3 separate regions of the Gossypium arboreum genome follow, and all the other regions are linked to region 1. The links are chromatin contacts, called in public Hi-C maps. All regions are on one chromosome and are shown on one strand. Each heading gives the region's core, a stretch centred on a gene start, on an enhancer-like site or on the middle of the called end of the contact. The rest is flanking DNA. Distances are from core to core; before and after follow the strand shown.

Region 1 (2,681 bases), core at 59-2,558:
CATATATATTTATGAATCTATATTTATATTCTCAATTAAATTAGTATTATCTATAATTAAGTTTCAATTTAATTAAAAACTATAAAAATGATTCTTTTACAATGTAAATTATATTATTATTAGAGTATTTTTATAATTTTACACATCAATAAAAATTTATCAATGATAAGATTTTATGCATATCAAATCTTCACCTTTTCAACTAAAACATCTAGAGGCGAATCTAGGGGGAGCCGTGGGCCGACCCCCCTAAAATGGAAGATTATTATTTAGACCATTTAAAATTTTTAAAATTTTATATTAGTAAAGGTAAAATTATACTTTGTCCCCTAAAATTATAAAAATTTAATTTAGTCCTTTAAAAGTTATAAAAATATGGGCTATTAAAAATTAAAATTTTAATTCGCCCCTTAAAACTTTTTTGGTTTCACCCTGAAAACATTATTTGATTTTAAATAAATTTTAATACATATGTTTATTACATAAATTTTTTCACCAAGACCGTAAAAATACATAAATCTAATTACTTAAAAACTGCACAGATAAATTGGTCAAATATCAAATTAATTTTAAAAAAGTTAAAATAAATCTTAGTATAACAATATTTATGTTTTTAAATAATTTTATGATTTATTTTAAAATTAAATAATTGAAATTACAACAGAGTGGTTAAGTTGAGAGATTTTCTTCCCCACGATACAGGTGTTACATAATCTAGTACATATTAAAACATATCTTTTGCACACTCCCATAATGTAAGTGAAAAATAAATTTTATATAAAAAATTCATAAAATAATAATGCGGTTTTAATTGAAATGATAAAAGATTAATACTTGGAAAGTTAAATGTCCTATTTTGAATTTTTATAAAAAGATGTCCTATTTTAGATTTAAAATTTTAATGAATTATAGTAACAAAAAAAAACCTAAACAACCAACGTAATTAAAATGACTCAAACCAGACAACATCTATTTTAAAATTTGGTTTTTAATAATTTCTTTAATTGATTTTTATATAACAACACAAAATATTAAAAATGGAGTCTAATTTTAATTGATTAAAGACAGAAATAGTGGTTGTAGCTTGGTCTAAATCCACAAACAACAAAGTAATTGTAACGTTTTATTACTGTTAAAAGAAAATATATAAAAAAAAATTTAAAAAAAGAATCAAGTCATAATTACAGTCTAATATGAGTTTTTATTCTCTGGGGTATGCTTAATTAATTTGGGCTTTATATATACAAACAAAAAAGGTCATAAATAATATATTTATTTTTCTCATTCAGTATTTACAACAACAAGACAAAACAAAACAAAAAAGCAAACGTTAGTAGCCTGTAGGCCTTGGAACAGGATAACTCAAATCCAACCAAACTGTTCCTTTTTTTTTTTCTTTTTTTCTTTTGTTAATTTAAACTTAGTTTTCTCAAAAATTACAAAAACACACACAAACTCTCACTCCTTTTCACGCGAAAATACCGCTCTTTTCTCTTTTCCCCACCTTTTTTTTTTGTGTGTGTGTGTTTGTGTTCTTCTCTTTCATTTTTAGCTTTCAAAGTTTTTTTCATTTCTCAAATGCTGCTGCATTCCTTTCCCTTCTTTGAAAAAAAATGGAGAATTTGAACTCTTTGTTTTGTGTCTAAGTGTGTTTTTTGGAGTTGTTTGTTACTCTTTCAAGTAAATTTGAGTTGAATGTTTTGTGTTGGGTGTCAAGGCTAAACTGAAGAGTCTGGGGTTGGTTTTTTTTTTTTTTGGTTTTTTGGTGGGTTTTCTTCTCTTGGGTTTTTATTTTTGTTTTGGATTTTCTCATTCTTCTTAATATTAGCTATGTATTACTGTTTTGAGTTGATTTCTTGCGTTGCATGTTCTTTTCTTTGAATGCCGTTTAATTTTAGACCTATTTTCTAATCTGGGTTTATGTCATTTTGTGTTGTTTAGTTTTCTTAGAATCAAGTTGTTTTTTTTCAGTTTAAAACAAAAGGGTATCTGTTTTCATGGGAATTCCATCCTTTCTCTTGCTTGGTAAATTTTGATTATTAATTTTGTTTTAAAAAACTGATCTTTTTGGGTGTTTTATGGTGACATGAAGTGTTATTTAGACAAGGGAATTTAGTGTGAAGATTACTTGCAAAATGGGATTAGTTCCAGGTGATATCCAGGTGGGGCCTTGGAATGTTGAAAAATCCAAAGGGAAAAAGAAGAAAGATAGTGAAGATGGTGAGCCTGGATGTTGGTTTAAGTTTAGGTTTATGGGAAACTGCTTGTCTCCAAGAACCAAAATGGAGGGTTCCACTAGTGGAACCAGCACTCCATATGGTATATAAATTTAATTTGTTTATTGGTTCTCTTTCACTGCTTTTGTAGTTTCTTTGTTCATGTTGATTGAATATTATTTGAAAAAGGGGGCATTCTAATGATGAATTGAAATCTATTGATTGATTATATAATTAGCACTCAATATGGTGTATAAATTAAAATTTCTTCTTGGTTTTCTTTCACTGTTTTTTGTAGTTTCTTTGTTCATGTTCATTGATTATATTCCTTGTTAGATATTGATTGATTATTTGAAAATGGGGTATTCCAATGCTGAACTGAAATCTATTGATTGATTATATAATCTCTGCTTAATGGTAATTGGCTTTGCTTAGTCTTATCCGATTGCTTATTTTCTTCCATCG
Region 2 (2,681 bases), core at 96-2,595, 170 kb after region 1:
GCAGCAGCTACCAGAGCCCTGTGTTTCTCAATTTTCTTCTCAAGATCATTCTTTTGGGCTCCAACCACCCTATCCACTTCCTTCCCTTTCTTTAGCAACACGAAAGTTGGCATTCCTTGAACCCCAAATTCCTGTGCCACATCCTAAATTCCCACCAAGAACCAACAAAAACCAAGGGAATAAATATATATATATCTAAACAACACACCTATGCTCACAAGCAACTAAGATTCAACTTGAAAAAATGCGAATTCTCAAGCTTGAACTCAAGCTATGAGTGGAGCTGAATTCAAGTAGGAGCAATTTGGAGTTGAGCTCGAGAGACAATTCAAATTTGAAATATAGTAATTGAGCTCATTTTTAACACATGTGCTTAATCGAGTGAGCTCGAACAATTTGATTTTTATCTCGAATCAGGGCTGAGTACAAAATTTGAGCTTAAGAAAGATCTCATCTTGAATATAAGCTTGAGTTGAGATTGGTTGATCATACCCCTTCCTTTAACCTCTAAAAGATGATGTATATCTTTTCAATCCAAATTACAAGTATACAGACTCTATGATCCAATTCAACTAATTGAAATGTGCTTTTCAATACACAGAATGATATGGGGGCCTATAAAGTTTCTAATAAGTTTCAGAAATTTTCAGATTCATCACATGTTTTTCATCATTCCCCTGTACATTAAATGCACCCTTAAACAATATACTTATAAATCATGTATAGATGTACATATGTGTGTGTGTGTGTGTATACATAGAAAGAAAAAGGATAGAATGCATACAGGCAGTTCATCAACATCAAGTTTTACAAACTGAACATCAGTGAACTTAGCAGCCATGGCATTCAAAACAGGTTCCATGAATTTACATGGCCCACACCAAGAAGCTGAGAAATCTATAACCATCTGAAAAAGAAAAGAAAAACCAAGATTCAGGTTTTTCATATAATTATCAAAACAACCATTTAAAACCCACAAAAGAAAAAGGATTTAGGGTTGAGAAAGAAAGGTACAAGCTGTGAGCTGTCTTTGACAGAGTTGAAGTGAAGTTGCCATCTGGGTGATGAATGAAAGGTTTGGATGCCTGAATGCTCAGATGAAGATGATGACTTTTCTGGCGTTGAATCGGATGAAAAGAAAGAACCCATTTTTTCCTGTTTCCTTTCTCAAATCAAAGAATCGAAAAGGGAAAAAAACAATGGACAATATGCTGTGCAGGCGGCTGGCAGTAGGGAAGCTTCGGTTTTATCGTTTTCACTTTTTCTTTGTACTCTTTTGGGTTCATAATAAAAATAAAAATAAAAATATGTAAAAAAAATTTAAAAATAAATAAATTTCATGGTCTTCACTAAAATTATTTTTGCAAAAATATTAAAGTTAAAAACCGTTGAATTGACTTGGCTTGAGCATCACGTACGCAAAGAATTTGCTTTTAGGTTTAAGGGCATAAAATGTCTTTAAATTTCTTCAAGAAAAATAATTAAGCTTCTGTGTTTTTTTTATACTCACTTATATAATTCAACTTTATAATATTTCAATAAGATCTTAATTTTTTAAAAAATTAAATCTTTATTTTTTGCTTAATTAAATATTTTAACTTTTAAAATGCATCAAAATAGTTTTAAAATTTTCAAGAAAAGCAATTAAGCTTCTACTTCTTCTTTTTTGCACTCAATTAAATATTTAAACTGTCCTTAATTTTTTTTAATTAAAGTCATTACGTTTCACAACCACAACGTGACATGTGACAAAATGATAAAAATAAAATTTATAAAAATATATTTATATAAAAATAAAAAATATTAAAAATTTTATTAAAAATTATAAAATCATAAAAAATATAAAATTTTATAAAATCGTAAAAATTATAAAATATATAGAAATATAGAAAAAATTATAAAATTTTATAAAGTCGTAACAAATTATAAAAATATAAAGAAATATAAAATTAAGTAAAAGATTATAAAAATTATCATACTAAAAGAAGTATTTTATAATTTTTTATAATTTTATTGATTTTTGTTTTTATTATTTTTCGCCACATGTCACGTTGTGTTGTCACATATGATGGCTTTAACTTAAAAAAAAATTAGAGGTCGTTAACTTTTAAAGGTCAACGGTCAAAGTAAATGATTTTAGGGCATTTTTGATGCATTTTATAATTTTTATTTATTTTTAATAAAATATAAATACTTTTATATTTTTATTAAAATTTAATAATTTTTATAACTTTTATTGATTTTTACTTTTTATAATTTTTTGGCCACATGTCACGCCGCGATTGTGATACAGATGACTTTAACTGAAAAAAATGAGGGGGAGTTAACTTTAACGGTCAAAGGACATTTTTTATGCATTTGACAATTTAAGTACCCAATTAAGCGTAAAAAATAAAAATAAAAAATTAGGGTTTAATTGCTTATTTTGAAAAAGTTTGAGGGCCTTTTTGATACATTTTAAAAGTTCAAGTCCCCAATTGAGTGAAAAAAAAGAACTTAATTACTTTTTTTAATTTGAAAACTTTTACACCCTTAAACCTTCTTTTAATAAGTATTAAATATCAAATCTCTAATCTCTAATCTCTATTAGCAAAAATTATTTGAATTCTCATTGTTGTATTATGAAAAAAAGTTAATAAACCTATTTTCATAAATAAATTTTTATTTTTATATAAAAACGT
Region 3 (2,681 bases), core at 88-2,587, 160 kb after region 1:
TTAGTGATTACACTAAAGTAATGATAGTTGAAATTAGACATTGGATGCTTGAAAGGGACATAAACCTGTAGAAAAGAACCAAATACAAAATTCGTATGTGACAATGTAATAGTGTTTATCTTGTGCTATTTACATGGAGCCATTGATTGAATAAACTCATCTATTGTAGGCAAGTAAATAGCTTTAAACGTCTTATATAAATTCATCTACTGCCTACTGCACTATTGTTCTTACTTCCTGAACTAATAGCTCCAATTGAATCAGATTTAGCAAAGTGACTAATATACATAATTTATATTATCAAGTAAGCAAATAAAAAATAGTTAGCACGTTCTCAAGACATTGTTTCATAATAAAAGATTTCAACATATTAGAATGAATTGTTTTATAATCAAAGAATTGGTTAATTTGAAACAATAAAATAAAATAAACTTCCATCAGGATGGGTCGAAATCGGGCTTTTAATAAAATTTTGAGTTGAGGTTAGGGCAAGTTTATTTTTTTAATGTCAGGATCGAGTTAGAGTCGAGAGACGAGAGTAGAACTTAGGGTCGAGGTCGAGGTGGACAACAATTCACCTTGCACCATTGTCATCACTAATTATACATTTGATCAAAGTTTATGTATGGTTTTAAACTTTTACTACAAATTTTTAAAAATAAATATATAAAAGAGATGTGAATCTACCAAATATAAACTTTTTGTATTATACTATTTTTATATTAGTTTGAAATTAGTACATAATGAAAGTTGAAATTAATAAATCTAAAACAACTTATTTTTATGTTATGATTAAAAATATTAAATTTATTATATATTTATTTTATATTAAAGAAAATTCAAAATTAAACACTCTATTAAACTTATGAAAAATAGTAAATTGTACAAGGGCAAAGTTAGAAAATTATTTAAGAGTCAAAATTAAATTGTAACTTTCTAATGGTTAAATTAAAATTTTATCATTTGGGGAATAAAGTATAATTTTATCTTTACTAATTTAAAATTTTAAAATTTTAAAGAATTTAAATAAAAAATTCATTTTAGGAGTGAGACCCATGCCAAATTTTGGGTTAGCCCTTAAAATTGTACCAAACATTTTAAAACTACAAATAATATTTTAAATTGATTCTCAAACTTTAAAATGTTTTAATCACATTGTCAAAATTAGAAGTTTATACCAATTAAGTCATTTCATTTCGCAGTTAAGTGGTATGTAAAATAATTAAAAATTTAAAAATACATGCGTACATACATACCTATAATGTATCAATGTGAAAGCAATAGGTTTAATTGATATAAGCTTTAAAGTAGGAGATGTAGTTAGAATTTAAAGGGTAAGAAATTTACCAAAAAAACCCCGTAAACTTTGCACGTCCCTGTCACAAAGCAAAATCATCATCCACTTGAATATTCCGGAATCCAATATCTTTCCACTCCAAACACCCCCTCCCTCAATACTAAAATGAATCTATAAATATATTTTTAATTCAAAAAATAGAAGTTTTTCATTTTTGTTCGGCTTGGAAAGCGTTCCATCTCATTTTCCTCTCCGATATTTCTCGCGACTTACTCAACGCCTTGCCTTCTTTATTCTTCGCTGAATCGCTTTCTCTGTTTTTTCTTTCTTTTTTTTTTCCCGTTTTCACTGTTTTATTTTATTTTATTTTTTACTTCTTCTTGATCTTATATTATACGTATGATAATATATATACCTGGAAGTTTCCGATTTGCGTTCTGGCGGTGATTCACAGCGGAAGAGTTTTCCGTCGCAGTGTTCTTTTTTGTTCGCTGAGATTACTTTTCTTTTTTGAGATATAAAGAGTAAAAGGAAGATTCAGAGATGGTAGGAGCAGGAGATGGAAGAGGATATAAGAAGATAATTGTTGGAATTTGCGTCATGGAAAAGAAGGTGAAATGCGGAAGCGAGGTCCTTGTCTCTTTTGTTCGCTCGAGTTTTCTACTAAATATATGAAAAAATTATAATTTTTTCATAAAAAATATAATATAGTTGGACGACGTGTGACTTTGTATAGTAATATAATTTATTATTTATTGCTATGTGTTAATGCTTAAATTTTAAGCTTTTAAAACATTTCCTGTTCTTTTTTCAGGCTTTTTCAGCTCCAATGAGACAGATTTTGGACAGGATTAAGGCTTTTGGCGAATTTGAGGTAGATCAGATATAACTTTTAAACTTTAAATTAATCTGAATTAGAATTGTTTTATTTATGTATGAGTTGAATTTGATGTAACGTGAATTAGTTTACGGGAAATATAAATGGATAAACCATGGTTTGCTCATTTACATTGATGAAATATGTAAATTTTATTTTTTGGTAAAACTCTAATTAAGTGTTTGGAATGATATGCTGGAGTTTGTTAGTGTGTGCTATATTGCACCCTATGTTAATCAAACTTGGGTCTAAGTATTGGATATGATATGTGTTCAACACATGCATGTTAAATTTTTTTCCATGTCAGTTGAAGGGTACTTCAACGGCCATATTTCTTACATCCATGTCCGAATATGCATAAGATATGAGTGCTGGACGCATGTACTTCAAGAAAAATGTTTTGTTGTTTTGTTCTTATGGATTTCTTGCTTTGAAATGTCTTTCTTTTTTTCTTCTTGTAGATTCTCCATTTCGGTGATATGTACTTCAAGAAAAATGTTTTGTTGT

The links. A called contact is a pair of places that touch in the nucleus more often than the background predicts.
Region 2: a contact with region 1 is called in a Hi-C map of leaf, with 3 times the contacts expected there. The contact joins the promoter of LOC108460258 here to the promoter of LOC108460746 in region 1. A contact is called at or near these places in 2 of 5 Hi-C or Micro-C datasets (both in leaf).
Region 3: a Hi-C map of leaf shows a contact between it and region 1, with 4 times the contacts expected there. The contact joins the promoter of LOC108460256 here to the promoter of LOC108460746 in region 1. A contact is called at or near these places in 2 of 5 Hi-C or Micro-C datasets (both in leaf).

Annotation. Positions count from the first base shown.
Region 1 is chr4:9,928,083-9,930,763 of ASM2569848v2, forward strand. LOC108460746 (serine/threonine-protein kinase PBL34) reads left to right here and starts at 1,309. Exons shown (of 6, transcript XM_017760368.2): 1 at 1,309-2,319. The coding sequence starts at 2,136.
Region 2 is chr4:10,102,849-10,105,529 of ASM2569848v2, forward strand. LOC108460258 (thioredoxin H2-like) reads right to left here and starts at 1,346. Exons shown (of 3, transcript XM_017759692.2): 1 at 1,015-1,346; 2 at 785-907; 3 at 1-143. The coding sequence starts at 1,149. It overlaps LOC108460256 (inositol hexakisphosphate and diphosphoinositol-pentakisphosphate kinase VIP2-like), which reads left to right. Exons shown (of 30, transcript XM_017759690.2): 30 at 1-112.
Region 3 is chr4:10,085,337-10,088,017 of ASM2569848v2, forward strand. It overlaps LOC108460256 (inositol hexakisphosphate and diphosphoinositol-pentakisphosphate kinase VIP2-like), which reads left to right and starts at 1,338. Exons shown (of 30, transcript XM_017759690.2): 1 at 1,338-1,909; 2 at 2,112-2,171. The coding sequence starts at 1,841.